2 separate regions of the Mus musculus genome follow, and region 1 is linked to region 2. The links are chromatin contacts, called in public promoter capture Hi-C maps. All regions are on one chromosome and are shown on one strand. Each heading gives the region's core, a stretch centred on a gene start, on an enhancer-like site or on the middle of the called end of the contact. The rest is flanking DNA. Distances are from core to core; before and after follow the strand shown.

Region 1 (4,671 bases), core at 897-3,396, 290 kb after region 2:
ACACACACACACAGATCCAAGAGAAATTCTCTGTGAAGGAAGAGCATCAGTCTTGTTAAGTAAAACAAGATTCCCTAGGGCTCAGATTGAGAAATGGTGGTGGGAGACTAAGGTATATATGTAATGTATGTATGCATATATTGGTGCTCTGTGCACATAGATATAAGAGGTAGAATGTTCAGTGTGTAGTAGGAGACATTTTGTTGTATATGTGTGGAGATATATATGTTGTGTGTGGGTGTATAGTGTGTGTGTGTGTGTGTGTGTGTGTGTGTGTGTGTATGAATGTGTGTGTAGTGTGTGTATCCACATGTCTGTAGGTAGTGTGTATGTGGTGTGTGTATCTGTGTGTGTGTGTGTGTCTGTGTGAACATGTAGTGTGTAGGGGGTATAGGAGTGTATTGTGGTGTGTGTGTGTGTGTGTGTGTGTGTGTGTGTGTGTGTGTGTGTGTGTGTGTGTTTATGAGCATGTGTATGTTTTAGTAATATTTTCCAGTCATGATGTGCACAAGGTTACAAAGAGAAGAATTATGCCTCACCCTGTATTACTAGATGTCTGAGTGCTAACCTATGTATATACATAGTAATTTTTCTCAGTTGGTCTATAAATAAGGTTCTAAAGAAAAGGCTTATGCCCTATCACCTCATTACCACATGTCTAGGTGTGTGTCAAACTCTCTCAGGGATAGACATTTGCAGAACTAACTTTCTACCTTATAGATGGGAAACTGACTCAGGTAAGCCAAACCCATTTTCTTTCTTCCTCCTTCCTTCTTCCCCCTTCCTCCCTCACACCAGCTATTCACTCCCTATTTTCCTTTCCAGAACTATGGGAGTAGGCAAACCTCTCACGTGGCTGTCCTGCCCAGCTTTCAGTCAGCTAGTGGCTCTTGCAAGCTTTCCCTTAGTGAGTCCTCTTTCTGAAAACTAGGATCCTGCTTCCTCTTGGTTCCTGGAGTTGGTATGACAGCTCTGTCAAGAAGCTTTCCTGTTTCCTCAGTTGTATATATTCCTTTTAAATAGTTATGAGTACATTTTATTTAACCAGTTAGAGAAAGGAATAATTAATTCTCCAAAGTCTAAGGAGACTTTGGGGTCTAAGTTCTCAACCTTCCTAATGCTGTTTTTAATGCTTTAATATATGGTTCCACATGTTGTGGTGACCCCCCGACCATAAAATTATTTTCATCGCTATTTCATAACTGTAATTTTGTCACTGTTATGAATCATAACATAAATATCTGATATACAGATGGTCTTAGGCGACTCTATGAAAGGCTTGTTCAACAGCCCCAGGGGTGATGATCCACGGGTTCAAAACCACTGGTCTAAAGGCTGAATCTCAGAAATTCTTTAAAATGGCATTGGATTTCCCCAAAGCACTTATTAGCTAAGGCTGTTACTGCACAAACATGTCTTCAGTTGTGCAAGTATCTCTCCAAACCCAGAAGTCCAGGACTGGGAAAAAAAGAGTGTGTCTAAAATCTGGGAAAATAGTCTCAATTTTGCTAACACTGCAGTATTCTAAAAGGTTACCTGTGGAGTGTGAAGCTCAGGCCGTCAATCTGTTACAGTGACACAAGTCCCTTCCAATTCACACAAACAGGGAATAGGCTAGAGAAATTGACTCGTTCAAGGGCTAAAAAATTGAAAAGATGTAAATTTTTATTAAGTCAAATTACTTTTTATTTAATTGAAGTACTTTTTGGTACTTAGCAACTGCATCTTATTATGGGAAGAAGAAATTTTGTATAAGAGAATAAAGGTCTAAGTAATTCAAAATGCTTTCTGGGAAGTGGAAATTCCAATTTTGGTAGCAAGTCTCCAAAGCTCTGGTTCACACAGTCCCAGCACAGCTAGACATTCCAGCACACTGAAATCATGGCTTTTGAGACTGCTTTAGAAATACCTGTGCCAAGAATATGAACACACACCCATAAGTAACAACGGAAGTGGCCATCAAAGAAAGTGTGTGGACCCCTACAAGTCCTATAAATACTGGGGGAAATATAACCCCCCATTTTAGCTTCAGGAAGAACAAAAAATGAGTGTTCTCAAAACTGGCACAGCTCAACATGCAGGCATCCCAGCTTGCTCTTAGGGCTCTCCCTTCCTGTGTGCATCGTGACTATGCATTATAAACCACCCAGCCAACACTGTCTCCTGAACTCAGTTCTCTTTGCCACAATGAAGCTAACAGTCATTGATTCTACTACTACTACTTTCGAGTTTCAGAAAATGATGAGTCATTCAGTCTGTCTTTCCCCTAGTGACTTCACAGCACTTGCTTCTTTGACTCAAATGGCAACTGGCAACGTAGTGTTAGACATTTGACAGTAGAGGTGTAGAAGCAAAAATAGCCTGCTCCTCCCTCAACAGTTTACCATAAAGCCAGGCATGGTAGCACTTGCCCATAATTTTAACCTTCGGGGGATGGACACAGAAAGATTACAAGTCTGAATATAACCCAGCCTATATAGAGATCCAGTCTTACACACATACACATTAAGAAGTAATCAACCAAACAAACAACAATCAAAATTTCTCCCTAAAGTAACCCAAACACAAAAGAACACACATGGTATGCACTCACTGATAAGCGGATTATTAACCCAAAAGCTCGGATACCCAAGATACAGTTCACAGACCACATGAAGCTCAAGAAAAAGAAAGACCAAAGTGTGGGTGCTTCGGTCCTTCTTAGAACTGGGAACAAAATACTCATGGGAGGAAATATGGAGACAAAGTGTGGAGCAGAGACTGAAGGAAAGGCCATCCAAAGACTGCCCCACCTGGGGATTAATCCCACCTGGGGTTTAACAGTCACAAAACCCAGACACTAGTGTGGATGCCAAGAAGTTAATGCTGACAGGAGCCTGATATAGTTGTTTCCTGAGGGGCTCTACCAGGGCCTGACAAATACAGAGGTGGATGCTCACAGACAACCATTGGACTGAGCATGGGGTCTCCAATAGAGGAGTTAGAGAAAGGACTGAAGGAGCTGAAGGGGAGAATCTTTTAGGTATACCAGCAGTGGTATAGCTGGGTTTTCAGGTAGTACTATGTCCAATTTTCTGAGGAATCACCAGATTGATTTCCAAAGTGGTTGTACCAGCTTGCAATCCCACCAGCAGTGGAGGAGTGTTCCTCTTTTCCCTCATCCTCGCCAGCATCTGCTATCATCTGCGGTTTTGATCTTAGCCATTCTGATTGGTGTGAGGTGGTTTCTCGGGGTCATTTTGATTTGCATTTCTCTGATGACTAAGGATGTTGAACATTTCTTTAGGTGCTTCTAAGCCATTCAAGAATCTTCAGTTGAGAATTCTTTGTTTAGCTCTGTCCCCCATTTTAATAGGGTTATTTTGTTCTCTGTTGTCTAGAAAGTCTCAAACACCAGGGAAGCTAGAGGTTCCCAGGATGCAACAGGGATGACTTTAGCCAAAATACCCAATAAAGGGGAGATACAACCTGTATAGATAGACATAGCCCCCAGCTGAAGGATGCGGCCACCACCCATCTCAAAATATTTAAGCCAAAATTGTTCCTGTCCAAAGGAAAGACAGGGACAAGAAATGAAGCAGAGACTGACGGAAAGGCCATCCAGATACTGCTCCACCTAGGGATTCATCCCATCTGCAGACACCAAACCCCCACACTATTGCTGATGCCAAGAAGCACTTGCTGACAGGAGCCTGGTGTGGCTGTTTCCTGAGAGGTTCTAATAGTACCTGACCAATACAGATGCACATACTCACAGCCAACCATCAAACTGAGCCTGGGGACCCCAGTGGATGAGCTAGGGGAAGGACTGAAGGAGCTGAAGGGGATTGCAACCCCATAGAAAGAACAATATCAACTAATCAATTAACCAGACCCCCCCCCCAGAGCTCCCAGGGACTAAACCACCAACCTAAGAATATACATGGGGGGATCCATGGCTCCAGATACATATGTAGCAGAGGATGGTCTTATCTGGCATCAGTGGGAAGAGAGACCCTTGGTCCTGTGGAGGTTTGATGCCCCAATATTGGGGGATGTTAGAGTGGTGAGGCAGGAGTGGGTGAGCAGATGGAGGAGCACTCTCATGGAGGCCAAGAGGAGGAGGGAGAGGGGGAATCTGATGGGGTTTTGTGGAGGAGAAACAGGGGAGGGGGATATCATTTGAATTGTAAACAAATAAAATGATTAATTTTAAAAGTCTGTGACACACCACCTCTGGTCTTTTAGCTAAGATTGAGTATAAAAATCTAGAAAACGTGTATATATGTAGTAAAAACTCGATGATATGATACACAAGTTTCTTCTTAGTATACGGGTGAGCTGTATAATGATTAGGTCAAAAGTCAAACCAAACTGGATAACCATAGGCCTTGATGAATCCCCATTATGGAAATATTGATAAATGATCAACCCAGCAATTTAGAATGGTGAGCTCACTTTCTAAGGTCTCTTCTAACTGTGATCGCTTGGCACCACAATGCTAGCTATGTGTTTTCTGTATGAGAAGTTCCCATCATTCATGTAGACTTCAGAAGTGGGAAAGAAGGTTCATAATGAGATAGGACCTATATGTACTTTACACACCTGTATAAAAATGCCAAAATGAAATTCAAAGTCCACTTCCTCCCAACCGAGGAATATCACTGTGACCTGCCCTGGATCTCTATCAGT
Region 2 (4,463 bases), core at 716-3,215:
TGCTGCTTAACTTTGATAAATGATAAGAAAATCCAGAGGTTTATGAAATGTCCCATGTCTTTGGCAAATGTGTGAATTGCTTTCTTTCTTTCAAATTTGTGTGCACTGGACAAGCATGTGTTCATTACCTTAGGAGAACTCCTGAGTCCTCAAAATGTTTGTAAAGGAGTTAGAGATCAAAAAGAAAGAAAAAGAAATATATATTATGTATATATAAATATATATATAATTTTACCAGCATGATGGCATACTGTGGGGAGATGTGGTGATATACAGAAAGGAAGGGAAAACAAACATGGCAACTTTTTTCTTACTCTTTTTTTACTCCTCAAGCATGTTTATTAATATTTAAACAATCGAACAATCTGCTTCAGGACTAGAAAAAACAGTAGGAAAGACAAGGGTTAAAGACAAGCCAATTTAGTTCTCTGACATGAACCTTATGAGAGGCTAAGACATGTGTTTCATAATTTTATTTTTTCTATTTAAAAATAAATATAAAATGCTATTTTAAAAACGTATACAGTTAAAATGAAAGTGTCTCTTCCCATAAAATATGTTTTCCTTAGAGGAAGTTTTGTAAAACTTTGAGAGAAGGCCATTAAACTTCTCTATGCATTTCACAATTATTGCTTAATTTAAAATTTAACTCTTCGTGAGCTCAATGAAAACAGAGACCAGCTTCATTGGCCAGGTCTCACTATATCTGTGATATAATTTCAGACTGGATAGGTCTATTTCATTAAATTCTCTGTGAATCTCTTTGACTGCAATTTCAAATGTATTCAACAAACAGAAGCAACACAAAATACACTCCTTTTTCCCAAATTAGAATCCCAAATATAATACTAAAATCCACCCCTTCTTTTTATGTTGTTGTTTCGTTTGTTTGTTTGTTTGTTTGTTTTTTGTTTTTTGTTTTTCGAGACAGGGTTTTTCTGTATAGCCCTGGCTATCCTGGAACTCACTCTGTAGACCAGGCTGGCCTTGAACTCAGAAATCTGCCTGCCTCTGCCTCCCTGGGATTAAAGGCGTGCGCCACCATGCCGGGCGAATCCACCCCTTCTAAGTGGCACATCTCTAATGCTGCTCTCCACCAGCCTTCAGTGAAAGCAGTTTAAACCAACAGCTAACATCAGGAGCATTTTTCATAACCAAGTGTCTGAAGTGATGAATCTATTTAAATCATTACAAATTGTAAAAGAAGTAAAGATGTTAAGTCATTTATTTCAAAACCAAGTCCCTTTCACTCTTCCATCTTTTAGATTTTAGAACCTCAGTTCTAAAATGATATTCACAAGTGTGCAACTTGATAGAATATTTTCCAAAAAACTGTTTTGACCTGTTGTCCTGTCACAAGTTACCCAAAGCCTGAGAGCAGCGGTGCTTGTTAGTTCAAGGTTAGTTTTTCAGTGTTATAAGTCACATCACACAGCAGCCCATTAAATACCCAGGAATGTTCTGCGAACATAACTCTTTTTATCAATTAAAATTTAAATGAGTCACCAAACTGCCCCTAAACATCTTTACAAGCAGCACTCAAACTCAGGAGTCAGGAATCACTGGGTAGCATCACGTGGGACACAAAGGCGCGCCAACTCACTTCTCTATAAAGACTCAATTTCCCAGCACCCGCTGAAGGAAACAACCTATACCTTTATTCCAATCTGCTCTTAGACCCAGGAAACCAAACCCTCCTCACTTAGAAGGAAACTGAAGCCTGCGTTGTGAACCTTTCCCAGAGGCAGAGGAGTGAAAGAAGTGAAGTTTTAGCACGCGTGGCTGCCTTCCTCCTGGGAAGCTGCCCACGGATAGCGATGGAAAGTGCAAGAGGAAGCAGGCAGGGAGAGTAAATGCATTGCTTACAGTTCCCAGAGTTAAATGAGAATCCTCAGGCTTCTCTGTGCCTTCTGGCTCTCAGTCGGGAGCCCTTCACAGTTCCGACTTCTAGAAAGTCTTCTCCGGCTGGTAGGAGGGGCTAAGAAGTGGGCTGGTCTCTGTGGATGTTAAGGTGGAATTCAAGCGAGCTCCTCTGGTGAAGACTAACATTCTAAATGGACATGTTTAGTTTTCAGAAACAGGCCTTTCGAGTCAGAAAATATACTTTAAAAATATGTGATCTAACTGGTCCTAGGGGTGTGCATGAAAATATGCTTTAAAAACATGTGACCTAACTGGTCCTGGGGGTATGCATGTGCGTGCCTATGTGTGTGTGTGCATGTGTGTGTGTGTGTGTGTGTGTGCATGTGCGTGTGTGTGTGTGTGTGTGTGTGTGTGTGTGTGAGAGAGAGAGAGAGAGAGAGAGAGAGAGAGAGAGAGAGAGAGAGAGACTGCTGCTGCTGCTGCTTGCCCTTAAGCAGTCACTACTTCCTCTTTTTTCCAAAAGACTAAAAGTGAAGTTGAAAAGATAATGCATTATGTTGAGAATTTTTAGAGTCTTTAAAAGGTGAAGTTTTAAACAAACCGCAAATACAAAACGCATATACATTTTACAGTTGAACAGTGTTGGACAACCTTGAAAAGCAAACCTGTTCAAGCCTTTCTCCCCAAACTCAAAGCCTCTGAGTTGTTTAAGCCCTTTCAGAGAATAGAACCCATAAGTTCCGACGTAGAAGTAACAACAAATCAGGAAGAATCTGCAATCTAATTTGAAGCATATAATAACTTCTATGTGAAGAAAGTGTTGTATCTATTACAAGCGTGGTAGCTCACAACTGTCATGTGGGAAGTAGAAAAAAAAACATGTATGAGTTCAAAGTCAGCTTATGCTACATAGTGAAGCCATATCTCAAGGCAAACAGACGTCCTGACAATTCATGAAATCCTGTTACTCTAAGTACCCTGGTTAGAATGCCTTCAGGGCTTCCTCCATATCAAAGGCAGTTAGCAGAGCCCCTTCCTCTCTACAACGCCACCATTTATCTCCTAATTAATATCCTCAATATTTCTTAAAAGCACATCTTTTCTTCTTCTGTTTGCTTTCTATTGCTGGGATAAATTTTTCTGACCAGAAGCAATTTGTGAAGGGAAAGTTTTATTTGGGCATACAGGTCCTGACAGTCCATCAGGAAGCGAAGTCAGAGTAGAAATTCAAAGCAGAAAACAGGAGGCAAGACCTGAAGCATAAACCAAGGAGGGATGCATTTTTGTTCTCGTTTCATAATTTACTCCTTTTTGGTGTCGGAGGCAGGCTCTCATGCAACCAAGGCTGGACTCAAACTGAACTGGCTAGCAACAGATGACTTTGAACGCCTGACTTTCCTGCCACCACCTCCGTGGAATCAAAAGCACATGCCACCCAGGCCTAGCAATTACACTTTTAAAGGCTCCTTTTCCATTCATGAGTAAAGTAAAAGGCAAATCTGACACCTCCATTCTATCACAAAGTACAAGTTTATGTGGTATGAATAGACAGATTCACGAAGTTAAGATAAATATGGTAATCCACTGCAGAAAATATGGCTACACGTAAGTTGTGTTCACCAACACTTGGGTTAGGAATTAGGTTACCCTAATTCCTTCTATCCACTTGCAGCAACAATTTCACGAGTTGTTTTTTGCTCTCCAAGATCCCTCTAAATTTGGTGCAGGGAATTCCTGTCCAATTTTAGTGACTCTGTCACAATGGGCACAAACCCCATTACTCATCTCACAGAAGGACTTCCAGGCACTGCAGGGTTTTGAAAATATTTATGCTGTTGGAATTTAAATGTGCTGACGACAGTGTGTAGTCTAAGCCCATTGCCTCTGTGTTGAGGCAATTCTGAGTAGAAAGAATTATCTCTGAGTAAATTTCCTGTATTTCTCAAGTAGCCAAGCCTTGAAAGATGTCACTAGAAGGTTTTTCTTTAGCACATCAGTTGCCTAGGGCCAAGATAATAACAGAATTCTTATATGTATGTTTATAACACCACTGCCTGCAAGCTCAGGAACTCTCTACTTTTCAGTCTCTAAAATACATGATCAGGCCTCAGCACCTACTTTGAAAAATCCTCATTCTTTACATTCATGTCATTTTTCTTCAGTTAGACACACTACAAAACGGATAATTTGATTTTTACCCAAATAACAAAAATAGTCACATGCCAGGACTTCATTTCATTTTATTTATCACATGGCTTCAAAGTCCACAGTTATCCCATTTATTTTTGTAAGTAAAGTAAAAAAAAAAAAGAATGTGACAACTTGCAACAAATATATACTGCAAACCGCTTTTTCCAAAAATTTCTGGTCATGGGATGACCCTTAAATCTTAGCCCTCCAGAGAGAGACCAAGGCAGGCAGGTCTCAGGGAATTGATGGTCAGTCTGGTCTACATAGGCAGTTCCAGGTCACCTACAGCTGCATGAGCCCTAGGCTCAGAGAAAGAGGAAAAGGGAGAGGGGAAAGAGGAGAGAGGAAAACAAACAAACAAACAAACAAACAAAAAAACCCAAAAAAAACCAAGGCTGTCCAACTGGCTC

The links. Promoter capture Hi-C pulls out the DNA fragments that hold promoters and counts their contacts.
Region 1: a contact with region 2 is called in a promoter capture Hi-C map of the HPC-7 cell line. The contact joins the enhancer-like site here to the promoter of Pla2g4a in region 2. A contact is called at or near these places in 19 of 39 promoter capture datasets (the 3T3-L1 cell line, 3T3-L1-derived adipocytes, the C10 cell line and 11 more), 1 of 484 Hi-C or Micro-C datasets (uterus), 4 of 115 datasets of contacts at active chromatin or transcription factors (acute myeloid leukemia, bone marrow-derived macrophages, embryonic fibroblasts and 1 more) and 3 of 9 other capture datasets (adipose tissue, liver and macrophages).

What each region holds. Positions count from the first base shown.
Region 1 is chr1:150,249,750-150,254,420 of GRCm38.p6, forward strand. No RefSeq gene overlaps it. Among named protein-coding and RNA genes, the nearest start is that of Pdc, 67 kb to the right of the region's middle. Within about 2 kb of position 2,147, at least 34 of the 459 cell types and tissues checked have an H3K27ac peak or open chromatin away from gene starts, as enhancers often do. A contact at or near this core is called in the HPC-7 cell line and embryonic fibroblasts, where this site is marked.
Region 2 is chr1:149,959,325-149,963,787 of GRCm38.p6, forward strand. It overlaps Pla2g4a (phospholipase A2, group IVA (cytosolic, calcium-dependent)), which reads right to left and starts at 1,966. Exons shown (of 18, transcript NM_008869.4): 1 at 1,867-1,966.